3 separate regions of the Mus musculus genome follow, and all the other regions are linked to region 3. The links are chromatin contacts, called in public HiChIP or PLAC-seq and promoter capture Hi-C maps. All regions are on one chromosome and are shown on one strand. Each heading gives the region's core, a stretch centred on a gene start, on an enhancer-like site or on the middle of the called end of the contact. The rest is flanking DNA. Distances are from core to core; before and after follow the strand shown.

What was found. Promoter capture Hi-C pulls out the DNA fragments that hold promoters and counts their contacts. HiChIP or PLAC-seq counts read pairs in DNA pulled down with a chosen protein or histone mark.
Region 1: an H3K27ac HiChIP or PLAC-seq map of embryonic stem cells shows a contact between it and region 3, with 4 times the contacts expected there. The contact joins the enhancer-like site here to the promoter of Rpusd3 in region 3. A contact is called at or near these places in 4 of 484 Hi-C or Micro-C datasets (the G1E-ER4 cell line, liver, muscle stem cells and 1 more), 9 of 115 datasets of contacts at active chromatin or transcription factors (effector CD8 T cells, embryonic stem cells, extraembryonic endoderm stem cells and 3 more) and 3 of 9 other capture datasets (adipose tissue, embryonic stem cells and liver).
Region 2: a contact with region 3 is called in a promoter capture Hi-C map of pre-B cells. The contact joins the promoter of Gt(ROSA)26Sor here to the promoter of Rpusd3 in region 3. A contact is called at or near these places in 5 of 39 promoter capture datasets (erythroid cells, frontonasal cranial neural crest, hippocampal neurons and 2 more), 7 of 115 datasets of contacts at active chromatin or transcription factors (the SCID.adh cell line, astrocytes, bone marrow-derived macrophages and 4 more) and 3 of 9 other capture datasets (adipose tissue, liver and pancreatic islet).

Annotation. Positions count from the first base shown.
Region 1 is chr6:113,688,066-113,692,952 of GRCm38.p6, reverse strand. Irak2 (interleukin-1 receptor-associated kinase 2) reads right to left here. Exons shown (of 13, transcript NM_172161.4): 12 at 1,882-2,170. Among named protein-coding and RNA genes, the nearest start is that of Tatdn2, 6.5 kb to the left of the region's middle. Within about 2 kb of position 2,297, at least 224 of the 459 cell types and tissues checked have an H3K27ac peak or open chromatin away from gene starts, as enhancers often do. A contact at or near this core is called in the G1E-ER4 cell line, adipose tissue, embryonic stem cells and 6 more, where this site is marked.
Region 2 is chr6:113,074,270-113,079,044 of GRCm38.p6, reverse strand. Gt(ROSA)26Sor (gene trap ROSA 26, Philippe Soriano) reads left to right here and starts at 1,801. Exons shown (of 3, transcript NR_027010.1): 1 at 1,801-1,871. It overlaps Setd5 (SET domain containing 5), which reads right to left and starts at 1,406. Exons shown (of 22, transcript NM_028385.1): 1 at 1,333-1,406.
Region 3 is chr6:113,417,920-113,422,482 of GRCm38.p6, reverse strand. Rpusd3 (RNA pseudouridylate synthase domain containing 3) reads left to right here and starts at 3,143. Exons shown (of 9, transcript NM_001033204.1): 1 at 3,143-3,265; 2 at 3,534-3,673; 3 at 4,408-4,452; 4 at 4,537-4,563. The coding sequence starts at 3,165.

The DNA of each region.
Region 1 (4,887 bases), core at 1,048-3,547, 270 kb before region 3:
AACTATTTCCTGTTGACCAAGAGCAATGTCATAACAGGGGACCCTAAGAAAATTGAGATGCTGGCCAAGTCCTGGGAGGGCTGGCTGCTTTACTGCTGTCCAGGCTGTGGGACCATCTAGGGGAAGGAGTGTGCGGGCCCAGTTGGAGCAGTCTGAGAGACAGGACAAGAGCATCCCTGGGGAGCTGCTCTGGCACATTGGGCCATGTGAGATCTGTCACATGGCATGATTTTATGGTGCCTGTCGCTTAGGTCATAACAGTTTCTAAATTCTCCTTCCTCCCCAGTGGAGTGGTCTAGACTACCAGTGAGTCACATTCACAAGGCCTGGTGATGCCTCGTCAAAAAGGCCTCAACTTTTATTTCACTAGGAAGCCTGGCATATTTGGACCCAAGTGCCAGTGATGGAGGGTGTCTTTAGAAGTTATTGGCAAGGAAAAAGAGGCAGGCAAGAGGGACCACACAAGGTCCTGCTGGGCCCAGAGAAGTGGTTTTAAGTACAACAGGTATGTGCCAAGCAGTGTGTTTTTATAACCCACTCTAGAAGGGCATAGTGGCACATATACCTGCAATCCCAAAATAAATAGACAAGGGTTCACGAGATAGCCCAGGTGAAACTCTGTCTCAAACTATTTAATTATTTTTTTCCTTTGCTGTGTGTATATGTGTGCATGCACACATATACCTACGTGGGCATGTGCATACATGACAAGGTGTGTTTGTAGAAGTCAGGGCATCAATCTTCTCCTTTTACCGTATGATAAACCAGGTTCATACATAGTCAGGTTGTCAGGCTTTGATGTCAGCACCTTTAACCTGCTGGCCATTTTACCAGTCATGTGAGCCCAGCACCTGGGAGGTGAAGGCAGGAGGATCAGGAGTTCAAGGGCATCCTCAGCTATATAGGAAGGTCCATATTATTTTAGGCTACACGAGACACATGATCTCTCAAAATTAAAAAAAAAAATAGATTACTTATATATATATAGAAGTATTATATATTATATATCCTATATTATGTGTGTAAATAATATATAATATTATATATATATATATACATACATACATATATGTATACACACACACACACACAAAATGAGGCCCTACATCCAGTCCAGTACTGCAAAAATGCATCAAAAAAATTAAAATCTGGGGACTGGAAAGATGGCTTAGTAGTTAAGAACATTTACTGCTTGGTCGTCCAAAGAACTCAGGTTCGATTCCCAGCACCCACATGTTAGCTCACAATCATCTGCAACTCCAGTTTCAGGCTGTCTTGCCTCTTCAGGTACTGTGCATATGCATTCCACAGATATACACAGAGACAGAACACCCATACACATAAAATCAGATTTTAAACTTAAAAAAATTCAGTAAATATCACTCTCTCTCTGGATCCTGGAAGAAGAAGTAGTGAGAGCGGGGCGTAGTGGCGCACACCTTTAATCCCAGCACTTGGGAGGCAGAAACAGGCGGATTTCTGAGTTCGAGGCCAGCCTGGTCTACAAAGTGAGTTCCAGGACAGCCAGGGCTATACAGAGAAACCCTGTCTTGAAAAACCAAAATAAAATAAAAAAAAAGAAGTAGTGAGCCAGAGACATGCGTGGAACAAAGCTGAGGACCGCCACACAGCTGTCCTAGCAAATGGGAAGTAGGTATGACCAAGGCGCAGTACAAAGATGGAGGTGTGAAAGTCTAAGAGGCAGGAGAGTGGTCGGAAACAATAGTCACTGGTGTGCTGAACTTCCTCTCTGTGTGTCCACTGTGCAGTGAATGCCTGAATTACTAACAAAAACCATGAATTAGGAAAAGAGAGGAGGGATGGCCTAAGTTAGGGTCACAGGAGTGATTCAGCATGGGCACCTCACCCTCCCAAGCTTACCGTTCTGGGGTGTCTGTGGGCCTGTGCAAGCCTCTGACGAGGAGTCAGCCTCCTGTCTCCCACTGGTGGATGGCTGTGCTGCTCCATGTCCCGTGAAGAGTGGAGAGGAGGCAGCCCCTGGGCACGATGCCATCATAACCAAAGAAGGGACGCTGAGGCTGGAATTGTCAACGTCATCTGTTTCCTCCGGGGTATTGGAAGATGAGCCTGTGGCCTCAGAAACCCTGCTCCAGGGAAGGGACAGCTGCCCTCGGAGTTGCTCCTCCACCCCGGCCAGGGAGACTCGTGCCTTGGAGGAGGAGACAGACAAGCAGCCGTATCAGTCGCTGACACTAAAGCTGAAGGGGCTCTAGCAGAGATAAGCACGCAAGGCAAACCCAGCCCCTCCCCCCAGCAGAGCAAACACTGCAGACAGGTTTTGACCTTTTACCCCGGTTTCCTCTCTCTTGCTTAACAACCATTACATTCCTAAAGCTGGCCCTCAAGCTATTCCCTTATTTGGTCACTGATTCATTCCTAAGACAAAACACCAAAGTCCAACTATCAAAACTCATTTTGTGGCTAATATGCTCAGTCAGGATATACCAACCCACCCTAGCAGACACATTTCCCCCCTCCCTCCACACACATCCCTTAAACCCCCCACTCCCACAGAAACACCCTCTCTTGCTTCTCTTGTCTGCTTGTTTTTCTTTCTGTTGCTGCTGCTGCTACTTTTATAACCTCTCCCACCCCTCACCCCCTGCTTGCTGGTCTGGGGAAATAAATCTCATTTGTGCTGAGTGCTTGGTCTGGGAATGTCTTGCGTCCATGCCGGTCCTTTCAAAGGCCGAAGGCCATCACATGGTCTCCTGGGAATTATAATCAAATGCCTGCTGCAGATGAATGTGTGAGCCCAGGCGGTCCAATCACTGCACCCCAGACTTCTGATGGCAAAGACTGGGCCAGGTGTGGGCAAGTGTCTGTGACCTTGAGTTGATTGCAGAGCCTTGGGGGCGGGGGTACCAGGCAAACGTGCTACATGGAGCTACATTGGGACCTTCTCCCTTGTCTCACGTCTGAGCTAGGAGCTCCTTACACTGCATCCAGGCTTTGAACTCACTCCGTAGCCCGAGCTGGCCTTAAGCAGCGGCTTCAGCTGCTGGGTCAGCATCCCAGGCCACTGACCTGCTCGCCATACATACTGCTCACCCTGAATAAGAACATTTCAATTCCTCTGTGCCTTGCAAAACAACTCAGTGTATGGGCTGGTGAGATAGCACAGTAGGTAAAGGTGCTTGCTGCCAAGACTGACAATCTGAGTTCCAGGACCCATAGGGTAGAAGGAGAAGTTATTCTTTGACCTTGACATCTGTGTCATGGCATATGTACATGTACACATATATGTACACAAGGATACATACATACACACACACACACATTCTACTTCTGAATTTAATTTTAAAATCCCATATGAATTCATTTATTTTGCACACAATCACAATAATTCTTTTTCTTTCTTTCTTTCCTTTTTTTTTTTTTAATAGTATCTTCCTACAGAGTCCTGGCTGTCTGAAATTCACTCTGTAGACAAGGCTGGCTTTGAACCCACAGACATCTGCCTGCCTCTGCCTCCCAAGTGCTGATAGATTAAAGCAGTGTGCCACCACACCCAGCTGCTGTGGACTTTTTTTTATAAATATAAAAGTATCAGAGTCTAATGGGATAAAAGAAGCCTATAATCCTAGAATTTGAGAAGCGGGTGCAGCTTCAGGAATTCATAGCCACCATGCTAAGTATGAAGTTCAAAGCCAGCCAAGAGCTATCATCTGAAAAATAGACAAGCAGGTGTCGGCTCACACTCATAATACCAGAACCTAGGAGATGGAGGCAGGAGAACTGCCTCAAGTTCAAGGCCACCATGAGCTACAGTGTGAGATCCTGTTAAAAGATAAAAGTTGAAGCAGGGAGAGGCAAGATGAGTCCACCCTAGAAAGGTGCATCCTGCTGAGCCTAGGGAGCTAGGTTCCATCCACAGAATGCACACGGTGGAAGGAAAGAACTGACTCTCACAAGTCCCTGTGGAACTTCCATGTACAAGAACACACACAATACACAAAAACTAAATAAGCCGGTGCACGGCAGAGCAGCCCAGTGGATAGATCTGAAAGAGTTTGCAGGCCATGGATCTTTCAAGCCTGATTGTACTACACTGTGGTTAGTACTCTCTTCTCCTCCTCCTCCTCCTCCTCCTCCTCCTCCTCCTCCTCCTCCTCCTCCTCCTCCTTCTTCTCCTTCTCCTCCTCCTCCCCCTCCTACTCCCCGTCTTCCTCCTCCTCTTCTTTCTCTTCCTCTTCCTCCTCCTCTCCCTCCTCCTCTTCATCCTCCTCCTCTCCCTCCTCCTCCTCTCCATCCTCCTACTCTCCATCCTCCTCCTTCTCCTCTTCTTCCTCCTTCTTCTTCTCTTTTCTTCTTTCTTTCTTTCTTTCTTTCTTTCTTTCTTTCTTTCTTTCTTTCTTTCTTTCTATACCTGAACGGTCCTATCCCCTTTAGTATACATGGCAAATGGCTCATCCTTCAAGATCTGGTTCAAATATCAAGTATCCAGATAAAAGTTCAATTAGATACCCAAGAAGCATTTGCCATGCTAAAGATTGCAGTCTTCTGTAGCTCTGTGTAATGCATGGGGTGTGCAAAAACTGATGTGTGCATTCCTCAGTCATGTTTTTAAAAGGAGGGGAGATAGGGCTGAGGGCTGGCTTAGAGGTGATGAGTCCTTGCTGTTCCTGCAGAAGACCCGAGTTCAGCTCCCAGAACCCAGAGCAGATGGCTCACAAATATCTGTAACTTCAGCTCCAGGAAAACCATCATACTCTTCTGGCTTCCTTTGGTACCCAAATACACAGAAAACACACACAGTCTTTTAAAAAGGAGGAGGGAGAGGAACTAAACAGACTCGGTTAAAGCACTGGCTGCTTCTCCGGTGGGCCAACGTTCAATTCCCAGCACCCATATGGCAGCTCGCAA
Region 2 (4,775 bases), core at 552-3,051, 340 kb after region 3:
TTTTCCTCCTAGCGACCTAAACCATTATTAATATCAAATTAACCATCAAAACACTTTCCTCTCAATATGCTGCACACAAACCTCCTCCTGGAACCTCCTCCATCTGGATCCTCCCCAATCAAAAGTATAGGTATTTAACATATAAGCAAGGAAGTAATGTAAACATGACCTTGGTCACAAATATGTCATCTAAAAACAATTTAGTCAAGGTATGGAGGAAATTCGAGAACCTGAATCTTTTTAAGTATTTTGAGCACAGGAACAATTGGCAAAAGGAATCCAGGTATAGACAAAACCCAGAGCCCAGAGCTCTGGGCGAAAAATGAGTTGCTGGTGAAGACGTTACACAAGTAACATGAGAAAGCAGAAAATGCAGGTCATCCACGCACCCCTGACCCAGGCCAGCAGGGCGGGCTGCAGCATCAGTACACAGGAGAAAGATCCTTATTCCTAAGAATGAGAAAGGCAAAGGCGCCCGATAGAATAAATTAGCATAGAAGGGGCTTTCCCAGGAGTTAAAACTTTCCTTCTGAGCGATTACCTACTAAAACCAGGGCTTTTGCCCACTACCATTTACCTAGGATCTTGGCTTGCACGGATTCATAGGGGCATATCCCTCCCCCTCTTCTTTAGAGTCGTTCTTAAAAGATCGCTCTCCACGCCCTAGGCAGGGAAAACGACAAAATCTGGCTCAATTCCAGGCTAGAACCCTACAAATTCAACAGGGATATCGCAAGGATACTGGGGCATACGCCACAGGGAGTCCAAGAATGTGAGGTGGGGGTGGCGAAGGTAATGTCTTTGGTGTGGGAAAAGCAGCAGCCATCTGAGATAGGAACTGGAAAACCAGAGGAGAGGCGTTCAGGAAGATTATGGAGGGGAGGACTGGGCCCCCACGAGCGACCAGAGTTGTCACAAGGCCGCAAGAACAGGGGAGGTGGGGGGCTCAGGGACAGAAAAAAAAGTATGTGTATTTTGAGAGCAGGGTTGGGAGGCCTCTCCTGAAAAGGGTATAAACGTGGAGTAGGCAATACCCAGGCAAAAAGGGGAGACCAGAGTAGGGGGAGGGGAAGAGTCCTGACCCAGGGAAGACATTAAAAAGGTAGTGGGGTCGACTAGATGAAGGAGAGCCTTTCTCTCTGGGCAAGAGCGGTGCAATGGTGTGTAAAGGTAGCTGAGAAGACGAAAAGGGCAAGCATCTTCCTGCTACCAGGCTGGGGAGGCCCAGGCCCACGACCCCGAGGAGAGGGAACGCAGGGAGACTGAGGTGACCCTTCTTTCCCCCGGGGCCCGGTCGTGTGGTTCGGTGTCTCTTTTCTGTTGGACCCTTACCTTGACCCAGGCGCTGCCGGGGCCTGGGCCCGGGCTGCGGCGCACGGCACTCCCGGGAGGCAGCGAGACTCGAGTTAGGCCCAACGCGGCGCCACGGCGTTTCCTGGCCGGGAATGGCCCGTACCCGTGAGGTGGGGGTGGGGGGCAGAAAAGGCGGAGCGAGCCCGAGGCGGGGAGGGGGAGGGCCAGGGGCGGAGGGGGCCGGCACTACTGTGTTGGCGGACTGGCGGGACTAGGGCTGCGTGAGTCTCTGAGCGCAGGCGGGCGGCGGCCGCCCCTCCCCCGGCGGCGGCAGCGGCGGCAGCGGCGGCAGCTCACTCAGCCCGCTGCCCGAGCGGAAACGCCACTGACCGCACGGGGATTCCCAGTGCCGGCGCCAGGGGCACGCGGGACACGCCCCCTCCCGCCGCGCCATTGGCCTCTCCGCCCACCGCCCCACACTTATTGGCCGGTGCGCCGCCAATCAGCGGAGGCTGCCGGGGCCGCCTAAAGAAGAGGCTGTGCTTTGGGGCTCCGGCTCCTCAGAGAGCCTCGGCTAGGTAGGGGATCGGGACTCTGGCGGGAGGGCGGCTTGGTGCGTTTGCGGGGATGGGCGGCCGCGGCAGGCCCTCCGAGCGTGGTGGAGCCGTTCTGTGAGACAGCCGGGTACGAGTCGTGACGCTGGAAGGGGCAAGCGGGTGGTGGGCAGGAATGCGGTCCGCCCTGCAGCAACCGGAGGGGGAGGGAGAAGGGAGCGGAAAAGTCTCCACCGGACGCGGCCATGGCTCGGGGGGGGGGGGGCAGCGGAGGAGCGCTTCCGGCCGACGTCTCGTCGCTGATTGGCTTCTTTTCCTCCCGCCGTGTGTGAAAACACAAATGGCGTGTTTTGGTTGGCGTAAGGCGCCTGTCAGTTAACGGCAGCCGGAGTGCGCAGCCGCCGGCAGCCTCGCTCTGCCCACTGGGTGGGGCGGGAGGTAGGTGGGGTGAGGCGAGCTGGACGTGCGGGCGCGGTCGGCCTCTGGCGGGGCGGGGGAGGGGAGGGAGGGTCAGCGAAAGTAGCTCGCGCGCGAGCGGCCGCCCACCCTCCCCTTCCTCTGGGGGAGTCGTTTTACCCGCCGCCGGCCGGGCCTCGTCGTCTGATTGGCTCTCGGGGCCCAGAAAACTGGCCCTTGCCATTGGCTCGTGTTCGTGCAAGTTGAGTCCATCCGCCGGCCAGCGGGGGCGGCGAGGAGGCGCTCCCAGGTTCCGGCCCTCCCCTCGGCCCCGCGCCGCAGAGTCTGGCCGCGCGCCCCTGCGCAACGTGGCAGGAAGCGCGCGCTGGGGGCGGGGACGGGCAGTAGGGCTGAGCGGCTGCGGGGCGGGTGCAAGCACGTTTCCGACTTGAGTTGCCTCAAGAGGGGCGTGCTGAGCCAGACCTCCATCGCGCACTCCGGGGAGTGGAGGGAAGGAGCGAGGGCTCAGTTGGGCTGTTTTGGAGGCAGGAAGCACTTGCTCTCCCAAAGTCGCTCTGAGTTGTTATCAGTAAGGGAGCTGCAGTGGAGTAGGCGGGGAGAAGGCCGCACCCTTCTCCGGAGGGGGGAGGGGAGTGTTGCAATACCTTTCTGGGAGTTCTCTGCTGCCTCCTGGCTTCTGAGGACCGCCCTGGGCCTGGGAGAATCCCTTCCCCCTCTTCCCTCGTGATCTGCAACTCCAGTCTTTCTAGAAGATGGGCGGGAGTCTTCTGGGCAGGCTTAAAGGCTAACCTGGTGTGTGGGCGTTGTCCTGCAGGGGAATTGAACAGGTGTAAAATTGGAGGGACAAGACTTCCCACAGATTTTCGGTTTTGTCGGGAAGTTTTTTAATAGGGGCAAATAAGGAAAATGGGAGGATAGGTAGTCATCTGGGGTTTTATGCAGCAAAACTACAGGTTATTATTGCTTGTGATCCGCCTCGGAGTATTTTCCATCGAGGTAGATTAAAGACATGCTCACCCGAGTTTTATACTCTCCTGCTTGAGATCCTTACTACAGTATGAAATTACAGTGTCGCGAGTTAGACTATGTAAGCAGAATTTTAATCATTTTTAAAGAGCCCAGTACTTCATATCCATTTCTCCCGCTCCTTCTGCAGCCTTATCAAAAGGTATTTTAGAACACTCATTTTAGCCCCATTTTCATTTATTATACTGGCTTATCCAACCCCTAGACAGAGCATTGGCATTTTCCCTTTCCTGATCTTAGAAGTCTGATGACTCATGAAACCAGACAGATTAGTTACATACACCACAAATCGAGGCTGTAGCTGGGGCCTCAACACTGCAGTTCTTTTATAACTCCTTAGTACACTTTTTGTTGATCCTTTGCCTTGATCCTTAATTTTCAGTGTCTATCACCTCTCCCGTCAGGTGGTGTTCCACATTTGGGCCTATTCTCAGTCCAGGGAGTTTTACAACAATAGATGTATTGAGAATCCAACCTAAAGCTTAACTTTCCACTCCCATGAATGCCTCTCTCCTTTTTCTCCATTTATAAACTGAGCTATTAACCATTAATGGTTTCCAGGTGGATGTCTCCTCCCCCAATATTACCTGATGTATCTTACATATTGCCAGGCTGATATTTTAAGACATTAAAAGGTATATTTCATTATTGAGCCACATGGTATTGATTACTGCTTACTAAAATTTTGTCATTGTACACATCTGTAAAAGGTGGTTCCTTTTGGAATGCAAAGTTCAGGTGTTTGTTGTCTTTCCTGACCTAAGGTCTTGTGAGCTTGTATTTTTTCTATTTAAGCAGTGCTTTCTCTTGGACTGGCTTGACTCATGGCATTCTACACGTTATTGCTGGTCTAAATGTGATTTTGCCAAGCTTCTTCAGGACCTATAATTTTGCTTGACTTGTAGCCAAACACAAGTAAAATGATTAAGCAACAAATGTATTTGTGAAGCTTGGTTTTTAGGTTGTTGTGTTGTGTGTGCTTGTGCTCTATAATAATACTATCCAGGGGCTGGAGAGGTGGCTCGGAGTTCAAGAGCACAGACTGCTCTTCCAGAAGTCCTGAGTTCAATTCCCAGCAACCACATGGTGGCTCACAACCATCTGTAATGGGATCTGATGCCCTCTTCTGGTGTGTCTGAAGACCACAAGTGTATTCACATTAAATAAATAAATCCTCCTTCTTCTTCTTTTTTTTTTTTTTAAAGAGAATACTGTCTCCAGTAGAATTTACTGAAGTAATGAAATACTTTGTGTTTGTTCCAATATGGTAGCCAATAATCAAATTACTCTTTAAGCACTGGAAATGTTACCAAGGAACTAATTTTTATTTGAAGTGTAACTGTGGACAGAGGAGCCATAACTGCAGACTTGTGGGATACAGAAGACCAATGCAGACTTTAATGTCTTTTCTCTTACACTAAGCAATAAAGAAATAAAAATTGAACTTCTAGTATCCTATTTGTTTAAACTGCTAGCTTTACTTAA
Region 3 (4,563 bases), core at 1,894-4,393:
TCTAAGAGAGAAAGAAAGGAAGAAAGAAAGAAAGAAAGAAAGAGAGAAAGAAAGGAAGAAAGAAAGGTTGTTCTCTAACTCATGGGGTGGTGGTGGTGGTCGTGGTATATGCCTTTGATCCCAGCACTTGGAAGACGGAGGCAAGGTTCAAGGTCAGCCTGGTCTACAGAGCAAGTTCCAGGACTGCCAGAGCTAAACAGAGAAACCCTGTCTTGAGAAAAAAAAAAAAGTCTGGTGACTGCCACAAGTGTGTGTGTGTGTGTGTGTGTGTGTGTGTGTGTGTGTGTGTATACACATTGTATATGCACACACACACTCACCATAAATAAAATATTAAACAGTTCCAAAGAAAAATAATTGCTCATCTTCGTCAGTTACCTTTTTTTGGTTTTTGTTTTTTTTTTGTTTTTTCCAGACAGGGTTTCTCTGTATCGCCCTGGCTGTCCTGGAACTCACTTTGTAGACCAGGCTGGCCTTGAACTCAGAAATCTGCCTGCCTCTGCCTCCCGAGTGCTGGGATTAAAGGCTTGAGCCACCACGCCTGGCTAGGGTGGGGTTTTAAGGTAGACGTCAGAAAGGTGTGCAAAACAACTGCCGATGGAAGCCACAGCTGGGCCGGAGAATGTTTCACTTCCCTCAGCTGTTCCTTACTTTCCTGCTACATAGTAATAAAAGACCACGCCATCCCTTTCCCAAGTTGCAGGTTTTACAGATGCAAAGACACCTCCCCCGCAGGCCACCAGGATCTCCCAGGCATTCCAGAGCAACAGGTCCGTGGCCTTTACCGGATGCCTGGCTCCATATTATGTTTCTTTAGTCATCACAGGGGATGTGTGTGAATGGTCGCTCAGGTCTGAGTGCTTGGAAGACTGGGATAGTGAGCTCAGTTCATCTCTGGAACACCACAGTGCCACCAGTCAGGGCTGGCTGCACATCCTCACAGTCATTATGCCTTCCACCTACGTCTGTTTTCCATTGCTATAACAAAACACCTGAACCCAGTCTGCAGCTCGGTCATAGCGAGCTTGCCTAGCAAGTGTGGGGAGATCCGTCAGCCGCGATGAAGGAAGGATAGCAAACCACCATCTCGGAAAGTTGATAACATGCTTATCTTTGTTGGGTGGGGGACATGACTTGGTTTGAGGACACTTGCTGCTGAGTTCCATTCTCAGTGCCCGTGGGAAGCTCACGACTGCCCATAGCACCAGTTCTGGAGGATCCAATGTCCTTTTTCGGCCTTTTGGGGCACTTGTATACATGTGGCATATACTTACAGACAGACAGACACTTACATGTAAATAAAAAGAAAATACACACACGCAGAGTTTGTCTGGGTCACTGTTCTAGAGGCTGCAGAGTCCAAGAACATGAAGCCAGCATGTACCTAGCATATGTAGGGCCCTTTCTGGTGCACCCTAACATGGAGGGAGCAGACCCACATTGAGGGAGAGGGTTTCTTTTCTCTCCTCTCCTCCCTAGAAAGCTAAGCCATCATGGGGAACACCCCCTTCACATTCTTGTCTAACACTAATCACGCTGGTCTCCAAATACCATTGATATGAATTTGGAGGTTAACTTTCTCCCAGCTGAACTTGGGAGGTCACACCTGGGGTGAGAGCTGTGCAGGAGGCAGCCTCCCCCTCTAAATGAAGGGAGGGAAGGAGCATCGCACCCCTCTGATTCCCCCACCAGAATCCACAGGCTAGTACTGGAGTCCTTTCAGGAAGGCTCTCAGGCCTGGGAGCTTGGTGACAGATCCTCTTGCTCTTGCCTCGGTGGTGGGATTAAAGGTGTGTGCCACTATACCCCACTGCTTTTTAAAAAGAGACACTTTCGCCAGGCCTGGTGGCACATGCCTTTAATCCCAGCACTTGGGAGGCAGAGGCAGGCGGATTTCTGAGTTCGAAGCCAGTCTAATCTGGTCTACAAAGTGAGTTCCAGAACAGCCAGGGATATACAGAGAAACCCTGTCTCGAAAAACAAAACAAACAAACAAAAAGAGACTTTCTTTTTATTTTCAGTCATTATTTCTATTTCACTGTTTTTATTATGCGCATAAAATTGTTACTATCTTTTGTATTTTTTTTTGAGACAGGGTTATGTAGACCGATACTGGAATTAAAGGTCTGGTCTATTTTATTGCTAATTATGTACATATGTCTGTGTGTTTGGACAGGTGTTAAAGGAGGTTTTGAGTCCAAGGCTGTGGGTGCTGAAAACAACAGGCAATCCTGTTGTTTGTTCTGTTTTGTTTTGTTTTTTTGAGACAGGGTTTCTCTGTATAGCTCTGACTGTCCTGGAACTCATTTTGTAGCCCAGGCTGGCCTCGAACTCAGAAATCCGCCTGCCTCTGCATCCTGAGTGCTGGGATTAAAGGCGTGCACCACCATGCCCGGCAACAACAGGCAATCTTAACCAGTCTCCATTTTGTTTCATTTTACGCCCGTGTATTTTGTTTTTGAGACATACTGGCCAGGGTGGAACTCACAGCTTTCGTTTCTTTTTCTTTCTTTTTCTTTTTAGACTGGTTTTCTTTGTGTAGACCAGGCTTGTCTCAAACTCAGCTAACTACTTGCCTCTGTTCCAGGCATGCGCCACCACACCCAGCCTACCTTGATTTTCTTTTCATAGAGGGGCCTTGCGCATCTCCCAGGCTGGTCTCCAACCCAGTATCTGTGATCTTGTTCTTTGTGACCTACATACACGGTGCTGGGAATTGAACCCAGGACCTTGTGTAGCCTCTCTACCACCTGAGCCACAGCTTTGGGACCTTTTATGTCACAGGCTGTTACAATTTCAGACAGGTGTACTGACCGAAAGGCTGCATACCGGTCTTCACCTTTCTTCTCCCTCGGTTTTACAAGGGAGGGTTTCAGATTAAGGTTCCCCAAAATTGAAACGACAGTCTTCTCGACCCTTTTTATTCTAAGACACGTCCTCTACTTTGAGTAAATAACCCGCCTCGTGCCTCAGTTTTCCCAAAAGCCAGAACCCTAAATGGCACTTTTTCTTCTACAGGGGAGGCAAAGCCCGGATTCTCGCTCGTCTGAGCGCCCTCTGCCTTGATTGACAGCCTGCCTGACCAATCTACGCACGGAGGATGTACGGGAGGTGGGGTTGAGCTGTCCGTGGACACGCATGCGTACTGTGCTTGGTCCCCGGCAATGGGAGCCCTGAGAGTTTTGCGTTATGTCTCTATGATCTGGCGGCCGGAGCTGGGGTCTTGCGCACGGCAGAGGGATGCCGGCTTCGGCACCGAGGCCCGGTGATTATAACACTCCACTTCCGTGTATGGGGAGAGACTAGATCAAGGAGAGGGCAGGCATGAAATTCAGATCAGTACTTGGTTCTAAGCCGGACTATGTTGTGAGACCCGGCACTAGGTCATTGGACCTTTGAGCCTTGGTGCCTCTTTGGTAAAGTCTTGGGGGGTAGGTGGACTCCTGTCTGCTGAGCCCGGGAGTTCTAAGAAGAGGCTGGACTAGGCAGGGTGAGCAAGGGAGGGAGGTACAGGCTTCTACCATGTTTCTCAGGCGTCCGTCTCAACCTCACCGCTCCAGCAAGCACAAGGACCTAGTCGAGGACCAGCCCTTCCCGGGGCTGCTGAGGACGGAGAACCTCGGCCTGGAGGAGCTGGCTCATGTCCTGAGGGCAGCTGTGGTGGATCAGAAAGGTGAGGGGAGCCTGCTGCTCCTGTGCCTCCCCTGTTGCTGCAGGAGCCAGGCCAGCAGTCACATTCTTCCTAGCCTCACCATCACGAGGAGAGGTGTATACCTCACTCCTCCCTGTGTTCTGAGAGCAGCTGTAACAGAAGTTAACTATCAGAAAAAGCTTTGGGGTTAGTTATAGCTGGCCTCTGTAAGCGGCATGCCTCTTGGTTTCATAAGAGGGCTAGATGGCTGCTCTTGCAGAGAGGACCAGCAGTCAGCACCCACATGTTGCTTCACGACTGTATGTTCATGTAGCAGTGAGGGGCTTCACAGTTCTGGGATAAATATGGCCCCTGCCTTGCGAGATCCAGCGTCCTAATGTGAGAATTACTGAGCAATCGCTGCTGGCGTGGTAACCACACTTGTAATTCCAGAACTTGGGAGGTAGAGGCAAGGAGAATCAGGAGTTCAGGACCAGACTTAGCTGTGTAGTGAATTTGAGGCTGACTTGGTGTTTGAGCCCCCCTCCACCCGCAACAGTCAAGGACTGTAGGAGGGGCACACATTATACTGAGGTATGTTGGAGCCAATGGGAATGGAAGCCTGGAACTGCAGGTATGAAGGCTCCGAGGTACAGGGATTAGGAAGTGCTATTTAAAGTGGGGTTGGATTGTATAACCCCCACCCCCAACCCCACCCCCGAGGCTGCATGCAGACATGCTTCCCTGCTTTTGCTGACATCCATGAACTGTTTCAGGACCTCTGGTGACACTGAACAAGCCACAGGGTCTGCCTGTGACAGGTATGGGCATGGGCAGGGAGGAGGGCAAGGCTGGGGTAGAGATGGTTGGATGGCACGCTGGCAGCTTGTCCTCTTCCCTCCCAGGGAGACCAGGAGAGCTGACGCTGCTAT